Regions from separate parts of the Mus musculus genome. Here region 2 is linked to region 1. The links are chromatin contacts, called in public promoter capture Hi-C maps. All regions are on one chromosome and are shown on one strand. Each heading gives the region's core, a stretch centred on a gene start, on an enhancer-like site or on the middle of the called end of the contact. The rest is flanking DNA. Distances are from core to core; before and after follow the strand shown. Region 1 holds the start of Edil3 (EGF-like repeats and discoidin I-like domains 3). Region 2 overlaps Gm34699 (a long non-coding RNA gene).

Region 1 (2,854 bases), core at 93-2,592:
GGTAGACAAATCTGAACAACTTTTTGGCTCCTGGGCCAGGGACGCATGAAGGTTGGTTTGCACATCACAGCCATCTATTACCAAGAGTTAAGGTCTTACCCAGAGGGAGTACAAAATAATGCTCAAGCCCCCTGGGGTTGGAGGAGAAGAGAGTTGTTTGAGCTGTTGTAATTGAAGTCACGCGCCCAAGAGGAGGGTTGGGGAGAAAGCTAGCGACTTAGTAGACCTCTCTCTTTCTCATTGGCAGTATGAACTCTCAATATCGGGTCCAGGTTGACAGACCCCTTAGCCCCCACCCCCACCCCCACCCCTGTCCCTGCACCAGAGCACTGCATCCAGCTTACCGCCCGGTGGTTATCCAGGCTATTCTAGCACCTACTAGATGATGGCCCAGCACACTTAGCTCTGTCAGGTCTCTATCACAACCTCACAACCCTGTCCGCTGTCATCGGCCAAGAACATTGATATTTGCTAGTCAGGGGTCGCGCAGGGAATCACTAGCAAAAAAAAAGCCTAGGAAGACAACCCCTTCACACCCCCTCAATCTTCTTATTTTCTAGATCGCACCCTCTTCCCAGGCTCAGCCTGGGGCACTCCACACGGACTTTGCTAGCACTTTGGCAGGGTATCCAGGGAGCATCGCCTCTTTCGTAGCGCTCCTCACGCCGTGCACGCACTGAGGACCCACTGTGGCCCCTTGAGCGGCATTTCCAAAGGTGCTCCCCGCCCGTCCCTCATCCAGGGACCCCTGCCCAGCCACCTCACCTTTGCCGAACTGGGGCACCCCGAGGCTGAGTCCAACCAAAAGCCAGGCTGCTACCAAGTGCTTCATGATCCCTTCTCACGGACGTGACCTGGGCTGGTCCGGGGTCGTAGCGGAGGGCACAGTAGGCGAGGCGGCCCTGCAGGACAGCAGTAAACCCCGCCCTGTCAGAGATTCAAGAGGACGTCTTTCCTCCCGCAGCGCTTCCTCAAATTCTTGGGAAGGGCGATAAAAGAGTGGTGGCCCTAGAGAAAGGGTGATTCACCCCTCACTCCAGCTTCGCCTGAGCTGGGGTGCGCGGAGGTGGGTGCGCTTGAGAGAGGCTGGGGCTGCGAGTGGGTCCTAGCAGAGGCACAGCGGGCGGAGCGCGGGCTCCTTGGGTTCCTGGCTCCCCGATTTCCGTGCGCGCACCGCAGGCGAAGCGGCCAGCAGTGACTACGGCTCACGCTGCTGCCGCGGCGGCTGCGGGGGCTTCTGACTTGGAGAACAATGAAGCGAGAGCTGGAGGGGAGCGAGCCTGAGGCCAGGAGCGCACTGTGTACAAACAGTGGCGGCGCGCGTGTGAGACTGAGCCTAGCTGGCTTTGGGCGCCCCCGGCGGCCCGCCCCCCTACCCTCCCTCTTCTTATTGCCTTCTCCAATCTCTCTCTCTCTCTCTCTCTCTCTCTCTCTCTCTCTCTCTCTCTCTCTCTCTCTCTCTCTCTCTCTCTCTCCCTCCTTCCCTCTCTCTTCCTCTCCCCCCCATTCTCTCTCTCTCCCCCAGCTTTGGAAGGTGGCTCCTTCTGCTGGAAGAGAAAGGGAGGCAGCCGCAGCCACACCCTGACTGATACCTGCCACTATCTGCTAAGTTCCACATCTTCTCCACCTAAGATGCAAACTCTAAGGTTAAGGGAATACGATAGATGTCCGAAAGTGTTGGTTCCAGGTTTGGTTTTATGGTTAAGTGTACAAAAGAGTCCACTGAACTTCAGGACTGCCAGGAAAGGAAGTTAAGAGATTTCACAAAGTGGCTCTAGGAGCCTCAAGCTTGGTGAGACCCAAGACTGCTAAAAGAAGTCTCAGTTTCTCAGGAGTCACGATTTAGTCAGGAGCCAGACAGGCAAGACAGGCTGCTGCTCTGTTGTTCTGCCTGCAAATCAGTTTGCTCAGGGCTGAAGAGAAAGGTTGTGGGCTCATCTGCTCTCAGTGGAGAAAGGGCATAAGCAAGTGGGAGGCATGTAAGCAGGACATCTGTTTCACATGAAGGAAGTCATAGAAAAACAGAGGAAAGAGCAGATTCTTGACACATCACTCAGGTGGATCAAATTTCGCTGTTCTTCACCAAAACTAAAATAAATGGGCTTATTTTGCACTGAAAGTGATTGAACTGAAAATAAAGCCTCTGGCTTACAATTGTACTTTCTCCCCTGTTTTTCAGTTAGAATGATTGCTTACTGTAGATTCAATTCCTGTGGTACCAAGTACCAAAATGAAACAGGGTTCTCTGCCCTCCCCGAGTCACCATTAGGAAGGGAGATAGGAGGATATAAACACATGCGTAGAGAAACTGAAGAAATGAAGAAAATTGTCACTCTCAGGATTAGATGCTGAAAGGAGACAACCATGAAACTTCTTTATTTCTTCCTCAAGTCCTTGGAACCTCATCTTGTACCATCTCTCTGTCTGGAGTGATATCAAGGGTGGGAGGACATGCAAACCAATTGAGAAATAAAACCAAATGAGGGCAAGAGAGAGAAGTAATGTGTAATATGGGCAAAACACCAACCACAATAAAACATGTTTCCCATGCTGAGTGAGAGGGTGACAATACATGTTTAAAAAACTAACCAGAGCTCCCAGGGATTAAACCATCAACCAAAGAATACACATGGAGGGACCCATGACTCCAGCCATATATGTGGCAGAGAAGGGCCTTGTTAGGTATCAATGCGAGGAGAAGCCCTTGGTCCTGTGAAAGCTCAATGCCCCCAGTGTAGGGGAATGCTAGAATGGTGAGGCAGGAGTTGGTGGGTGGTTGGGTGGGGGAGCCAGAAGGGCTGGGGGACCGAATATGGGGTTTTCAGGAAGGAAACTGGGAAGGGAGATAACATTT
Region 2 (2,700 bases), core at 52-2,551, 700 kb before region 1:
TCACAGAAGTTTCTACATCTGACTAATATGCTGGAGGGCCTCAACATCTTCAATGGAAATTCAGTTCCCCAGATACATCTTAAATGTCTCAGCTTGTCCCCTCTTTTCTCCAGTGTGTACTTTCACTTCATGCAATTGAACTGCTACAAATTGTGGCTCACTACTTTTAAAAAATCTCTGTGGGTAGATATTTTCCTACTGAGGGAGTGCTGAGTCAAATTAAGCAATGACAAGCTTTGTGAATGGAGAGTTTCCAGAGAACTAGCAGACATGAAAAATAGTGACAGTTCTCTAGGGGTGTGGCTTTTGTGGAGGTTCAAATCCACTCTGCTTCTTCCAATCACAGCACACTGCTGGTTTCCCATTTACCATGGTTACAGTTCTGATAGTTTTCATGGCTAGAATGGAGCTCAGAAAGGGGCTGGAAACAGGGCAAGCCAGAGCAGTACAAAAGCTTTCTGTTTTACCCAAACTTAGGCACTTTCATTTAATAACATTCCTTGAATTCTTGAAAGCTACTAGTTACTTTCCAGATGTCTGGGAAAGATGTGTTTTTTTGGTGTTTTTGACAGTGTTTCCATTACTTTGAAGAAGAGACAGAATTTGAAAGCCCTTGGTCATTGACTCTAGAAACCCACCACCTCAATTCTCAACATTCTCTCTTCTCTAACTTGAGCAGACACATTTCTTAAAATATTTGACTTTGAAGTTCTTGGCTGTAAAGTGAAGATTGTCATATATGTTTCATGGAGTTCTTGTAGGCATTAAATGAAGTACTACTGAGCACTATGCATGGAATGGGGAAGCTGATAGGAGAGGGCATTTTCCTACCCTTCCTTGGTACTTGTATTGGAATATTTCTAATGTCTAGCATAGAAACCAGCAATTAGCATTCCTACTGGTTAAAGTTGGCCTCTCTGTTTAGTGTACAGTGCTTTCTACATTGTAACCACAACTTACTTTTCCCTACAGAATGGTGTTAAACTTAGCTTCAGACAATTGGTCCTTGTAGGAGTCATCTCCACCCTTGCTCCACCTCCCCCCTGCTCACCCTTGTCCTGCTTCCCCCTGCCCACTCCCACCCCTGCACTAGTCTGTGTCCTTGCCCACCCCTACTTATCCTTGAGTTTCAAATGAGGTAGGGTTTTGTTTCCATGTACTTATTCATTTCTATGTTTGATTTCTCTGTTCTCCCTCATTGGTTTTCTAAAAACTTTTTATTCGCTGTAGTAGTCCAAACCAGAGCAGAATCAATGAACCATGGCATTTCTTACGTTAGTGAAAGGCAGAAACATTTGGCCCCTGAAATAGCAGAGCTATTTTTGGGTCTTCCACCTCTTAATTAAATAACCATCGAAATCTTCTGTCTTCAGACTCTATACCTTTCAAGACTTCAAGGGGCACTTCCTCATTAAACTCTTTAGTCATGTGCACTTTGAAGCTCTGTCTACTTTTGCATCCAAATGTAGTAAATTTATTTAATTATTTTATCTTTTGGTCTATTTAATTTGGTTATGAACAGGGCTTTAGGAAGACTTGAATATTAGCATTTCAGTATAATAAGTTGAGTTACAAATAGCAGAATGAAACACAATTTAAAAGAATGTGAGTATAAAAGAAATAAAATGACTAATTATAAAAATAAACAATTTTCCAGAAAGAATTTTAACAAAAGAATTTTTCATAGTTTATTTCTATATAATCTTCTCACAGTGTTTAAAATACAGTTAAATATTTTTTAAATAATTCAATTCAGAAAAATTTTAGGCAATAGCTATTAAAAAGTTTTATAGATGCATAGGAAATCAGTATAAACACATTATCCACCAACATTGTTCTATATTTGATATACTGCTAAGTTTCTACTCTTTAAGGTTTAATATGTGTCTTTATCATACACAAACCCATATATTTATGTTAAAATATATATTTACACATACTAAGTGAGCAATGAAACTTATGCACATCTCTGAAGTGATATCTTGGCAGCGTTTGATCTATAATTGCATTGAATGTCCCATTATATTTCCATGTGCCCACCACAGGCCCTGTGCATTGTTCTCCAATTTTCTATGTGAGCCCTGTTCTCTCAGTTATTTCATTTTTGTCCACATAGGACATTTTTTTTTCATTATTTCTTCCCCTGATTCATTAAGAAAAAATGTACAGACAAGTCTAAAACTTTAAAGTTTAGATAATCATTGGCTAGCATATAAACCAAGAACCACACAGGAATTTCAATGAACACCAACTAAACCTACATACAGTAGTTCACCCGTTAAATTAAAACGCAATGGTTTTTTCCTCAGGGTTTTGAAGTTGCACTTAGATAACATCTGAAAAGGACAGGCTATCAGACAGTGCCCTATATTCCTAATTTCCTCGTCTCGGCAGCATTGTGAACATTGTCACAGGAGCACAGATTTCATGCTTTGTTACCTTTTTACATAAATGACCACCTACAGAACCTGAGAACACTGTGAAAATGTCCAGACAGTCCTCGCTTCTACACATGCCTGGCTTCACGGACAACACAATCCGGAGCTTTCCTGATATCGCTTATTAGGAAGCCCGAACACCTCTTTTCTGGAATCGTAAGTAAAAATGAATTTTCAAAGTATTTCATTTACTGAGTAATGTCTTCTAAATTATAAACTTCAACACCTAAAATGTAGAATATTGTTACAGTAGTGTAATTGT

What was found. Promoter capture Hi-C pulls out the DNA fragments that hold promoters and counts their contacts.
Region 2: a contact with region 1 is called in a promoter capture Hi-C map of pre-B cells, with 2.2 times the contacts expected there. The contact joins the enhancer-like site here to the promoter of Edil3 in region 1. A contact is called at or near these places in 13 of 39 promoter capture datasets (the 3T3-L1 cell line, the C10 cell line, cranial neural crest and 9 more), 12 of 484 Hi-C or Micro-C datasets (cerebellum, cerebral cortex, cortical neurons and 7 more), 6 of 115 datasets of contacts at active chromatin or transcription factors (embryonic forebrain, embryonic hindbrain, embryonic stem cells and 3 more) and 1 of 9 other capture datasets (embryonic stem cells).

What each region holds. Positions count from the first base shown.
Region 1 is chr13:88,819,960-88,822,813 of GRCm38.p6, reverse strand. Edil3 (EGF-like repeats and discoidin I-like domains 3) reads right to left here and starts at 1,342. Exons shown (of 11, transcript NM_001037987.3): 1 at 766-1,342. The coding sequence starts at 832.
Region 2 is chr13:89,519,257-89,521,956 of GRCm38.p6, reverse strand. It overlaps Gm34699 (a long non-coding RNA gene), which reads left to right. Exons shown (of 8, transcript XR_382713.2): 4 at 2,466-2,594. Among named protein-coding and RNA genes, the nearest start is that of Gm34699, 19 kb to the left of the region's middle. Within about 2 kb of position 1,301, at least 31 of the 459 cell types and tissues checked have an H3K27ac peak or open chromatin away from gene starts, as enhancers often do. A contact at or near this core is called in pre-B cells and second pharyngeal arch cranial neural crest, where this site is marked.